2 separate regions of the Mus musculus genome follow, and region 1 is linked to region 2. Evidence: chromatin contacts called from public Hi-C data. All regions are on one chromosome and are shown on one strand. Each heading gives the region's core, a stretch centred on a gene start, on an enhancer-like site or on the middle of the called end of the contact. The rest is flanking DNA. Distances are from core to core; before and after follow the strand shown.

Region 1 (6,194 bases), core at 3,154-5,653, 130 kb before region 2:
TTCAGAGGTTCAGTCCATTATCATCATGGTGGGAAGCATGGCAATATGCAGGCAGACTTGGTGCTGGGAGAACCAAGAATTCTACATCTTGACCCAAAGTCAGCCATGAGGAGAGTCTCTTCTATACTGGGCAAAGCTTGAACACTAGTTGTCCTAGAGCCTGCCTACACAGTGACACACTTCCTCCAACAAGGTCACCTATCCTAATAGTACTAATTCCCATGGGCCAAACATATTAAAACTACCGAATCATGAATAAACTATTCAACTTTTAAGGATGTAACCCTGTAGAATGGTTTATAGCAAAGATGATATAACTTATTTTCCTTGCAGAAAGATCATAATTAGTGCATTAAAAGAATACACATTAGACAGTGTCTGTTAAATGCTTTGAAATCTGTTCATGTTAATCAGCCTTTCAGAAAAAACAATCAGATACATGGAAAGTTTAGGCTAAATCCATAAAGTGGAGAGTTCTATTAATTCCATTTTGTCTCCACTCAGAAACTAGGCCATAAGCCACTTGCTCCAGCAGCGGATCCCAAAACACAGGAACAAGACAATAAAATCCCCCACCCAAGTAAAAGCCTGAAGATGGCCACATGAATGGGAGATACCTTATCTCAGGATAGAACATCTGTGCTGGGCAGTATATCTGGTAGTTAATCATACGTGACAAAGGAATGCAGTCCATCTGGGCCATCCCAGCACCCACCAATGAAGTTTGAGATTACCTAACCCTATCATAGTAGCCAATCAAAATTATATTAATATCAAGGCTTTAGCCCCTACCAATCACATTAGAGATTACCTAATTCTTCTAGACAGTTCCCCCAGTTTCCTATAAGAAGGCCTGCATGCAGGGCTGGAGAGATGGCTCAGCAGGTAAGAGCACCCGACTGCTCTTTCGAAGGTCCTGAGTTCAAATCCCAGCAACCACATGGTGGCTCACAACCATCCGTAACGAGATCTGACTCCCTCTTCTGGTGTGTCTGAAGACAGCTACAGTGTACTTACATATATAATAAATAAATAAATCTTAAAAAAAAAAAAGAAGGCCTGCATGCCTTTGTCTGGGGTCATTGCCATTTTGCTGGCTGTTTCTGCAGAGTAAATGCTCTGTTATTGTATTTGAGTCTGGGGTCGTTATCAATTCCCAAACCCTAACAAAAGTTGTTCAGAAGCTAAAAGAGAAGATGGTAGAAAGCTAGCTGGAGGATACTGAACACAATACATATAAAATATTGGCATTTTGGGGATACTACACTATAAAGTATTTGATACTCCGGGATTACAGGGTTGGGATTTGTAATGAAGATGCAAAGTAGGCAGAGCCAGGACATGGGCATTTTATAGAGTATCAACTTCATCTTGATAGGAATGAGAGACACTGTATGATTTTCAACAGGGAAAAAATGGACAAACTCTGCACGTTATCAAGATAGGAAGTTTGGTTCATGAGGGCAGGGCCATGCTACCTCCATTACACATGCAAGAAGTTCACTTACATTTATTGGAATCTTTAAGCTCCAGGGGCTATTATAAGCACTTCATACATAATATTTTCATTTATATCTCAAAGCAACCCTTTCAGTAAGTATCAGATTTGTTTCCTTTTCCAATGAAAGACAATGAGCTTTGACACCCTAAATAGCCTATTTATGGTCATTTAGCTAGGAGGAGTGAGGAGGTCCTACTTAAACATTCATCTGCGAGATCAAGTTCCTCTTCAATAATCTGACTGCTCTTGTGACAGAGAGAGGGAGGAGAGAGGGAGAGAGGGAGAGATGGAGAGAGGGAGAGAGGGAGGGAGGGAGAGAGGGAGAGAGAGAGAGAGAGACCAGGAAAATGTTAGTAATCCCCAAAAAACACACACAAGAGCTAATCAGATGCAACTCACAGCAGGGTCTTTATTCTATTTGAGCTAATTCACCCACTACCCCCACCCCCTACGCACCACCAGCACACAGGCCAGTTTTGGTGGTCGGGGAGCCCAGACTGTCTATTGGGGCAAAGCTTTATAGTAAGCAGTAAGCAGGGAGTACATGCATAAGCATCTAATTGGAAAGCTGTTGTGGCCTTCAACCTAGTTGTCTGGTGCTGGGAGTCAGATCATAAACTTTACTTCTGCTCTACTCTGCATTGGTGGTCATTAGGAAGGGACCATTAGGTCTTGTAACCTGGGGGTGCAGGTTTGTTGGGGGAATTACCTAGAAACTCTGCTCTTGTTGGGGATTAGCCTAGAGACTGAAGCTAGGCTCAGGCTTTCTTGGGGACAACTTGGAAACTAATGCTAGTTAGCAGTTAGTCTACCTGAGTTCAAACTTAGGTCAGGTTCTCTAAAATGGAGTTTGAATTTAAAGTCTTTGGGGGGGGGGAGAGAGAGAGAGAGAGAGAGGGAGAGAGAGAGAGAGAGACCCCACTGAGTGACCATACTTCAACTGTCAACTGATTAAAGTCACTTTGAATGTCTGCTAATCTTGACATTCTACAGAGGCAAAGTGACATCTATACTCTTCTAGACAGACAACAGCTATATTTAGAAAAATAAAAACTGTAGACATTCTAGAATTTGTTAAATTCTCTCTGATATTTAATTTCACTATACTCCACCCAGCTGAACCCACAAGCTTTTGACTTTCTTTGGCTGCTGAGCAGGCGTGGCCCTGGTGGGGACAGAGAGACTTGGTTCCTGCCCCTAGGACAGAATCCCAGTGTGAGCCTCCAGCAGTATTGATGACTGTAGTGGCATAACACTTGTTTGTGTAACAATGTATATTATTTCACATTCCTCCGAGGAATGGTTTCTCTGTTAATGTTATTGACTCCTTGATAATCAGACAGCAGGAGTCCAGGAGGTGAAGGTGTGGCTATGTCTCAGCAAATGGCAAGCACTGGGACTTTCAGCCCTAAAGGTTATGGAGAAGAGCTCTAAATACATGAGTTTGAAAATATATAATTTCTCAACTATGCAAAAATAAGGACGCAATATGAATTATGAGAACTTCATGAATCTAAAGGAACAAAGGGAGTTGCATTAATGAGTCAACTTATCAGAAAGATACAAAGGCAAGCAGATACAAATATAGGCAGATTCCTGAGTTCAAGGTCAGCCTGGGACATGGCAAGGTTAGCCCCAGGTGTGGTACATATGGTAATTTCAGGATAGGGTCCCACCCAGCTAGTTTAGCGTCTTTGTGTAACTGAGGCAATCAGATCTCTAAATGATTTTGCTATCTTAAAAGAAAACTTATGCTTGCTGTTTCCTAAGAATCAAAGGGCTGGGGCCACCAGTATGTAGATTCATAGAATAATCAAAAGGGAGCCTGGAATAAAGAACTGAATTGATATGTAAATTTAAAAATGGCTTTTGGTCTTCATGGGATGAACTAGCAGAAAGTGGTAGCAGTTCTCTATAATTTTCGCTAGTGAGAGCTGAGCAGTCTGGAGATCTTTGGAGAGCAAAGCGGCTCTTGATGAGTTTTTTTCTTAACAGGATTTCTGACTTGGTCAGATGACTTAATAGTTCTTTTGTAGCAGTTTTTCTAACATTGGTCAGAAAAACATGAGCTATCCAGATATCTTGTAGAATTTTTACCTGAAGAGAGAGCTGCCTCAACCAGAGTTTTATGAGTAGCAAGAGAAGCTGTCTAGGGCAGAACAGAGCAGAATACACAGACACAGAGAGAGAGGGGGGGGGGAGGGGAGAGAGGGGAGGGGGGGGAGGGGAGAGAAGGGAGAGGGGAGAGAGGGGAGAAAGGGGAGAGGGGAGAGAGGAGAGAGGGGAGAGAGGGGAGAGGGGAGAGAGGGGAGAGGGGAGAGAGGGGAGAAAGGGGAGAGGGGAGAGAGGGGAGAGGGGAGAGAGGGGAGAGGGGAGAGGGGAGAGTGAGACATTCTTACCTAAAATGCAGTACTCATCTAGTGACTTATTTTTACTTTTTAAAGGTTCAAATGAAGATTGAGGCTTCATATAGACAGAGTAGCTAGCTTTCCCTCTACTTATTCTAAATAAGTGAAATTTTATTATACGAATTCAAAGACTGATTGTTCTATAAAAAGTGAGTTTGCATGCTATCAATTTTTGATATGATGCTACTTTTAATGAACACCTTCTATTAGGGTTAATTAAGGACAGCCATGTGTGCAAAGAAGGCATAATCTATTTCTTAAGGTTCTCTCAGTAGGAAATAGATGCTATACAGAAGTTTGTGAAAGATAACTGAGGTCAAAAATCAATTCCTAGAGAAGCTATTTACATCTCTCATTAACCTAAAGAGGCATTTCAAATTGTTCTAGCTTTTCTTAAAATAAAAATTCTTCCAGCTTGATTCAAATACAGTGAATTGTAGAGGGCCAGGGATCGACTTAGTTGTAGTACTGCACTGTACCACCAGAGGGATCCCTGGGATTTTCAGTTGTACAAATCCTGAATTGAGACACTGAAAGGTACCCTGCAAAGAAAGGGCATATTGGCTGGCTGGTCTACAGGTTGATGGGTACAGTTTCTTTCCATGAGATTATTTAGGACACTGTGTTACCTCTAGAAATGTCACTGTACTATGTCACCCATAGACTATCTCTGTTCAACCCCTATGAGGAATGGCTGTCCTCCTGTTCAATGACAGATCTGCCTCTTCAGGCCTAAAATGGGGAACGAATTTTGCCTGCAGAGCCTGTCATGTATGGTTCATGTTTACCTCTTCTGCATCTTTTAGACATGATTCCTCATCTGTATAGACAGAGTGTAACAGAATTGTTCTGAGGATTACCTGAGATAGGATAGAGGGACTTATTTTATTCTGGAATATGAAATTCCTAATTCATCCTGTGATGGCTATTCATGATTGTCATCCGCACTCCATCGTCAATTAGCTAAAAGCCAAGTGGCTAGGTACACCTGTGAGGGAGTTCTCTAGATTGGATCTTTAGAAATGTGAAGACCCACCCTAAATCCTGATTCTTTGAGAGAAGAAGTTCCACCTTAAATCTGGGCTACACCTTCCAGCCATGGCAGACTAGATAATGACCAAGGAAGAAAGAAACTTTTGCTATTTGCCTGCTTCCTCTGGCTCACACTGGAGAGTCCGTTCCTTCACCGGCATTAGAGTCCACTTTTGTGGGATTCTGGAGTATACTGAAGACCAACTGAGACACCCAGACTTGCAGACTGAACAATTACTGAAAACTTAGACTTTCTCTCAGTAGCTAGCCATTGTTGGACTGTGGTCCACTGTGGGAAGCCAACTCCAAGATGGTGCCGGTTTCCGGTTGCCTTTGTCATAAACAACACCACTGCGCAGGCGTCAATTCAAATTTGGTGCCAACCCTTCCCAAGTGGGTGCATGCAAATTGAGTGCCGGCTGACTGACCAATCAGAGGGGGCCACAGAGCCTTCTCCTGTGCTGGGGTGCATATAAGCAGGCCTCCCTGGGCGCCTGGGGTCCCATAGAAGTATCGAGGCAAGAATCCGACTGTGTCGTGTTGTTCTTGCTGGTCAAGAGCAGACGGGACAGTCCACCACAGTCTGTCAGTCATTCTAATAAATCCCCTTTTCTTTCTGCCCCATTGCAGAAGAGAACTGTAACACACATGGAGTTTTAAAATGCTGTTGTTTTTTTACTAACGGTACTTTTTAAATGAAGGGATACGGAAATAGATTTGTTTTATGAAATGAACTTTCAGTTACATAGTTGATATATTTTAGTTTTAAAAATAATGCTTTGAGAGTCAAATTAGAAGAGAGGTTACAGAGACAAATTAAAGCTGAGAATCCAAACAACTCTTTCAACACAGTAATTAAACATGTTTTTGAAACTGATAAGAAATCAAACCATTGCAAATTCATGAATTAAAAATTTGCCATGAGGCTGGGAAGATGGCTCAGGGGGTGAAGTGCTTTCAGCACAAGCATGAGAGTTTAGATCCCCATGAACTACACAAAAACTAGGTGTGGTAGGACATGCCTGTAACACTTGTACTTAGTCGGGTAGAGATAAGCCAGTCTTGGTGATATCCTGTTTCATAAAGTGAGATGGAGAACAATAAAAAAGACACTTGAAGTCAACCTCTGGATTTCCATGTACACACACAGGTAAGTCTACTCAACATATACATGGGCAAGCATATACACACAGGTATGTACAGCCAATACACACATGCACAAGCACATACACACACAAGTAAGTACAGCGAAT
Region 2 (6,859 bases), core at 1,036-3,535:
TGCTGGCAAGGATGTTGAGAAAGACATACACTCCTCCATTGCTGGTGGGATTGCAAGATATTATAACCACTCTAGAAATCAGCCTGGCAGTTCCTCAGAAAATTGGAAATAGTTTCACCTGAGGACCCAGCTATACCACTCCTGGGCATAAACCCAAAAGATGTTCCAACATATAACAAGGACACATGCTCCACTATATTCATAGCAGCCTTCTTTATAACCAGAAGTTGGAAACAACCAAGATGTCCCTCAACAGAAGAATGGATACAGTAAATGTGGTACATTTACACAGTGAAGTTTTACTCAGCTATTAAAAACAATGACTTTATAAATTTCTCGGCTAGTGGATGGAACCAGAAAATATCATCCAGAATGAGAAAACCCAGCCACAATAGAACATACATGGTGTGTACTCACTGATAAGTGGATATTAGTCAAAAAAAGTTCAGAATACCCAAAATACAACTCACAGACCATATGAAACCTAGGAAGAAGGAAAAAGCAAAGTATGGATGCATCAGTCCTACTCAGAAGGGGGAAGAAAACACACTTAAGAGGTAAAGGGAGGGAGGGTTCTGGGAGGGAGAGAGGAGGTGGAGGGAAAAGGGGGGCCGGTTCATATGCTGGGGGAGAAGTACAGTGGGTCAGGAATTTGAAAATAGGTGTGCAGCAGAGGTGGATGGGGAACTGGGGGTAGCCAGTAGAAAGTCCCAGATACCAGGGACCCAAGAGGTTGCCAGGACCCAACAGGGATGATATTAGCTGAAATACCCAACAAAGGGGAGATACAAACTGTAGAGACCATACCCCGTGGATAGGTACGGCCCCTGGCTGAGGGATGGGGCCACCAGCCCATTTCAAAAATATTAATCCAGAATTTCTCCTGTCAAAGGAAATGCAGGGACAAAGAGTGGAGCAAAGGCTGAAGGAAAGGGAATCCAGAGGCAGACCCAGCTAGGGATCCATCCCATGTGCAGAAACTAAACCCAGACACTATTGCTGACACCAAGAAGCAGGAAGTACTTGCGGACAGGAGCCTGGTATAACTGTCCCCTGAGAGGCTCTGCTAGAGCCTGACCAAATCAGATGTGGATGCTCAAAGTCAACCAGCAGACTGAACATGGGGATTCCAATGGAGAAATTAAGGGAAGGACTGCAGGATCTGAAGGGGTTTGCAACCTCATAGGAAGAACAACAATATCAACCCCTAGAGCTCCCATGGACTAAAAACCACCAGCCAAAGAGTACACATGGAGGGACCCATGGTTCCAGCTGCATACGTAGCAGAGGATGGTCTTATCTGGCATCAATGGGAGGAGAGGCCCTTGGTCCTGTGGAGGCTCGATGCCCCAGTGTAGGGGGATGCTAGGGTGCTGAGGTAGGAGTGGGTGGGCAGGTGAGGGAGCATCCTCATAGAGTCAGGGGGAGGGGGAGGTGATAGGGGGTTTTTGGAGGGGAAACTGGGAAGGGAGATAACATTTGAAATGTAAATAAATAAAATAACCATAAAAACTTATTGAGCACACACACACACACACACACACACACACACACACACACATATGTGTGTGTGTGTGTGTGTGTACACCTACCTATACATATATATACATATGTGTGTGTGCTCAATAAGTTTACATATATATATATATATATATATATATATATATATATATACATATATATATCCACTAACAAAAGCACGGATACAGGTCTGGGATAAAGATGAATGACTTTTAATTAAGACAGTAATCCTATTTCCAAATAATACTTTATACAAAAAGTCACTACTATAAAATGGAATAGATTTTCTACAAAAACCACCATAGGTTAGATACAGGCACAACAGAGTATTCTAGCCTGGTTACAGAGATTTGAAAAGAATTTCTAAAGAAGATACCCATAAATTACTATCATAAAGCTTAGTTAAAAGTTTAAAAAATCCAGTGTCCTAGTGTATTAGCAGACCAGTTTATTTGTCTCTTACATAAAAAAAACAAAAACAAAAAACAAACAAACAAACAAACAAACAAAAAAACAAAAAAACTTGAGGCACAGAAGTCCACGGAAAATAGAATAATCATTCCATTAGTTAAAAGATCTTCCCTTCACATCTCAACATATGTGTTCTCTTCCTGACCTTATTTTATCTGCTGAGCTCCACTGAATGTCTGCACTCCAGCCATCAGAAGGGAGAAAAATTTAAGAGATGATGTGCCCTAATGTTTACATATAACATTTCTACTTGAATTTTATTGATCAGAGAGCTTAGTCATTTGGCCCCTGTTAATCAAAAGCAAGGGGAATGTGCTGCAGCTTCTCTGCCTATCTGTAAGCTCAAATACATACTAACATGGGGGAGGGTGGAACAGAGATTGAAAGAAAACTATCAGAGTCTGCTGCCACACTCAAAACACAGTAACCTTGACCCTGGAATATTTTATAAATGCTGTGCCCTTCACAGAAGGATGAATACTCAGTAGAAGAGAGGTGGAATCGGCCTATGAATAGCTAATAGTTTTACACGAATACTTTACAATGATATTAAAGTTCATTTTCCCTTGATCAGTTAAAGGTCAACAAATATCTATTGTGCCCAACTACTTAGCACTTTAAAATAAATACTGTGGATCGTGTGATAGAATAATCGTGAGTGTCAGTTGTCTGGATGAAGAAACACCAAATCAGTAAAACACATGTCTAGATGTGCTCTGTGGGGTCATTTTGTAGAAGATGAGGTCATTGGGTTCTACCTTAATCCAGTGATGGATTAAAAGTTTAAATCTGTGATTGGGAGGTAGTGGGATTAAGGGATGTGGAAACATAGCTGGAGGACATTGGTCCTTTAGGGTTTCTCCTTCAAGGCTATGCCTTGCCCTAGCGCTCTTCTGCTGCTGATTCACTCTACCTCCTTCCTGTCTGCCATAAGATGAGGAGCCTCAGCCACATCCTCTGGTTGCCATGGTGTCCTGCCTCACCTGGGATACAGATTTAATGGAGCTAAGAAATATGTGCTAAAATTCTGAAATGAAGGTGATCCTAACAAATCCTTCTATGTTTACAGTTCATCTTATCGCACCAACTTAAAACTAATGAAGAAAATGCAAGATGAATAAGACATAATCCACATGAAGAACTCACTAATATAAAAAGCATCCATAAGAGAGAGAAAAAAATTAAACATGAAATGAAGATCAGTGGATTTGCATGAGTGCAGGTGAGTCACTATGGTATGACTGAGAAATGAGCTTAATTCAATTTTGATGATAGACTGACTGCCAAGACAATTTTGATCCTCTCGTAGAATAAGCAGTCATGAAAGTCCACGCCCTAAATTGTCTGAGTACATTCCAAAAGAAACTGTCAACTATATTCCTTCCTTGGTTAACTGTGAAGACATGTAGCTGGAGATTGGTAGGAATATAGAAACTCTATCTTGTGTCAACCTCAACAGCTCTTCTCAACCTTTCTTAGCTTGACATTTCTCAAGAACTCAGTTACCAAGAACAATATGCAGAGGATATTTTCCAGTGCTATACATTCTTCTCGATATATTTAATTCTATCTTTAGAGAGCTGTGCATCTGGATGTCATTATTTTAATACATAATCAAATTTCCTTTACTGAATTATACTGGGCATTTTTTATCCAGAGTTTCCATTAAAAGATATAATTAGAGGAAATAATATGCAAAGACCACAACTATGAAATGAGCTGTTGGGTTTATTAGAATATTCACCAACACAAAAATACTGCCTTTATGTGCATTCACAAGAAGAAGTTCTGTTAGAATTCACCACCAGAAAAAAATATTATTGTCAATTTGAGCATGAATTTCTAACTTTCAACCAAAATGTAACATAATTAAAAACCACTATTATTCCCATCATTGCCGTGAAATATAACTTATTCTCCTGTTACATGAAAGCTTTTAAAAATCTGAGGTGAAATGAGATCCGTGAGTGCCCAGGCAGATTGGAGATTGTGAGTGTAGACATATCATTCTCTTTTGATCATTGTTTTACTATAATGTTAAGGAAAATAGCCTGTGAACTTAACAAAAGGCCTTACTATTAATATGGTCATTAAAATCATGAATGGCTCTCGAACATAATAATGGATTACTAGGATAGTGCTTTAATAAAATATTTAAACATCTATTATTCATAAATAAGATTTTATGTTTCTAATGCAGTTGAAAGAAACACTATATTTTAACAAGCTCAACTAGTTGCAACAAATGTGCAGTACAGTAGCATGACATTCAAAGCAACTCTGGTGCAGTACATTTATTCCTACAAAAGAAGCTGTTTCAAAACCTAGTCCTATGAGTATTTGGTATCATTTCCATCTAAAAACCCCATGAATGCTGGTTTGAATCACTTAATGCAGAATAAATAATTTGTATATATCCAATATTTGAGATAAGAAAGCTATAAAATATTACTTGAAAAAAAAAGAATCACAATGTTAAAAGCTTGGTCCATAAAAACACATAAGCTAACTATATAAATAAATTATAAAAATGCCAACGGTATGTCATGAAAGGCAGTGCTTTCTTGGACCCCAAACAGATACCAAACACAGTACTCTAACTTCAAAGCCATTTTGCTCTACGTGATATGCTGTACTGGTGAGGAGGTGAAGCATTCATTCAAATTCTACTCTAAATACTGCCAGACACAACGGGTATAAATGAGCAAAATGCACTGGTATGGAAAGAATACATTTATACGGAAGATTCAAAACAGATGTCAGAAAAGAAAATCATCATGGAATATTAAACTCCCAATATGTATATAAATCAGATATTTTTAGTTATCACGTGACACCATCAACCTCCTTTTGGGAGAGGGGTTGCTCATAAACTTAACTCTGTGTATCCATATTTTAAATCCGAGCCTCTCTGTTCTCATGGAGCTTGCTTGCTTGCCATGCTCATTACAAATCCCTTCAAATGCCACAAATACTGATTATTGCCAATCACCCAACAGACTAATTTCCGTCTACTCTCATTTATTTCCATATTCTGGGGATGTGTACAGGATCCATTGACCCTGTGAATCCTTGTATCGATCCTTCTTTCCTTTTTGAATTAATTGGTATCAAATTTAGCAAATAAAACGTATGCTATTTGCCCTTTCCCAAATTAGCTTCCAGTATAGAAAGAAAACGGCTTGTGTCTTTTGTATCTAAATTCTTTAATATCCAGCACTTTTCCAGTATTAATAAATCTAGGGAGAGGCTTGAGAGTGTACTGTGTTCAAACACAGAGAGACATGATCTAATTTATTGGACAATAATGAATTCGCAAGTTACATAAGTTTTACTGACTGAAATTTGCCAAGGAATCCTGATTTCACTTAACATTGTAGTCAACTTATACAACGGCTGCAGAAGGGATAAAGAGGCTGAAGAGTTCAAAGAAGTCTTACTGAAGGCAGAGGCAGAGTTCTGACCCAGACACAGAGAGTCACTGTGGGTGGTTGAAAGCCATTTCCACAGACACAGTTTGAGATCTGTTGCAGTCAAACAGAACGCAGCCACTTCAAGGTAGTGGTGGTTCAGGGCAGAGCAATCCGAGGGAAAGGAGAAGAATGATAGATGTAGGACCAGGTAGAGACTCTGTAACTCAATTGGGTCACACTAAGTGACAGGCACAATACATCAGGATAGTCAAGTGTTTGTCACATGCCCGTTATGTGAAGTATGCACAGCACGTTGGATGACAGGTCAGCAGTACTACTGTGTGTCCTTGTTTTAGATGTCTCTCCTTTTTCATTGGGGTGAGGAGGTTATAGCCTTGGGTGGTCCCATCCATATACCTATAGAATGTCAGTTTACCATAAGTTAATAGATTGCCCTTTCTTACCTGCAGGGCAGACTTATCATCCCTGTCACACTAGACAGAAAGTGGCTTCTTGTTCTCAAAACAAGAGGTTGAGTCATTCTGACCCATAGTTGTAATCAGCATAGATACAACTGCTGCACTGCAGAATTATCACTTGGAGAAAGGAATAGCCCGAAATCCATCATTTCCTAACATATGGAGGACTTAAGAGGAAGATGTTAACCAAAAAATAGGGCATGGGCTGATCTCCCAAAGTCAGAAGAGTTTTGCTAGCCCATCAACCCACAGAGCACCTGCCCAGGCACACGGGCTACACTGTGAAAAAAAGATCTTGCAGAATATCTGAAAATCACCCCGAAAAGTACCTCAAACCAATCTTAGTTATAAGATAAAAAATTGTGACCACAGAGGAACACAGAGGAGGAACAGGTCTGTCAAGAACCCTGCAAGTCGGCCTGGTAATCTCATTCCTATGGGAAATGGGGGTCCTATAATCTAATTTTAACTCCTCTCAACAATAGACACAAACAGGCCTCTCTGTTAAGTGACCTGCTGGGAGACAGTCCCATCTCTGCCTGCAGACATAGGCCTGAGGAGTGGAGTCTCAGTTGGAGACCATCAAGTACCTGTCACCCAGTACCCAGCTGCAGAATGGGTAAGTCCATCCTACCCAGGAACCCACATGATGATTCTACAGCAAACCTGAAATCTAGCACCATGTCAAATCTGAAAACGGAATGTCTACGGCTACAAGAATAAATCGCTGCATCATTATCACTGCCATTATCTTTTTTCCCCCTATTATCTTTTTTTGGAACTTTTATTATAAGGCAGGCAATATCAAATTCTTTCATGAATTAAAAAATAATCTGTCCATGACTTTTACACATGCTAGTAACAGCAATGAAAAATTCTTCAAGATACTTACTAAAAAATTGTCTTTTATTTACAACTATAAAATTTTATTTTTTATTCTTTTATTATAAGGACATATTTAAACATCAGGGACGT

Evidence for each region. A called contact is a pair of places that touch in the nucleus more often than the background predicts.
Region 1: a Hi-C map of pancreatic cancer cells shows a contact between it and region 2, with 2.0 times the contacts expected there. The contact joins two enhancer-like sites. A contact is called at or near these places in 5 of 484 Hi-C or Micro-C datasets (the HPC-7 cell line, nephron progenitors, palatal mesenchyme and 2 more), 1 of 115 datasets of contacts at active chromatin or transcription factors (embryonic stem cells) and 1 of 9 other capture datasets (embryonic stem cells).

What each region holds. Positions count from the first base shown.
Region 1 is chr15:41,655,495-41,661,688 of GRCm38.p6, reverse strand. The region is part of intron 3 of Oxr1 (oxidation resistance 1); the gene reads right to left. Among named protein-coding and RNA genes, the nearest start is that of Oxr1, 210 kb to the right of the region's middle. Within about 2 kb of position 4,403, at least 18 of the 459 cell types and tissues checked have an H3K27ac peak or open chromatin away from gene starts, as enhancers often do. A contact at or near this core is called in pancreatic cancer cells, where this site is marked.
Region 2 is chr15:41,521,362-41,528,220 of GRCm38.p6, reverse strand. All of the region lies in intron 1 of Oxr1 (oxidation resistance 1), which reads right to left. Among named protein-coding and RNA genes, the nearest start is that of Oxr1, 77 kb to the right of the region's middle. Within about 2 kb of position 2,285, at least 3 of the 459 cell types and tissues checked have an H3K27ac peak or open chromatin away from gene starts, as enhancers often do. A contact at or near this core is called in pancreatic cancer cells, where this site is marked.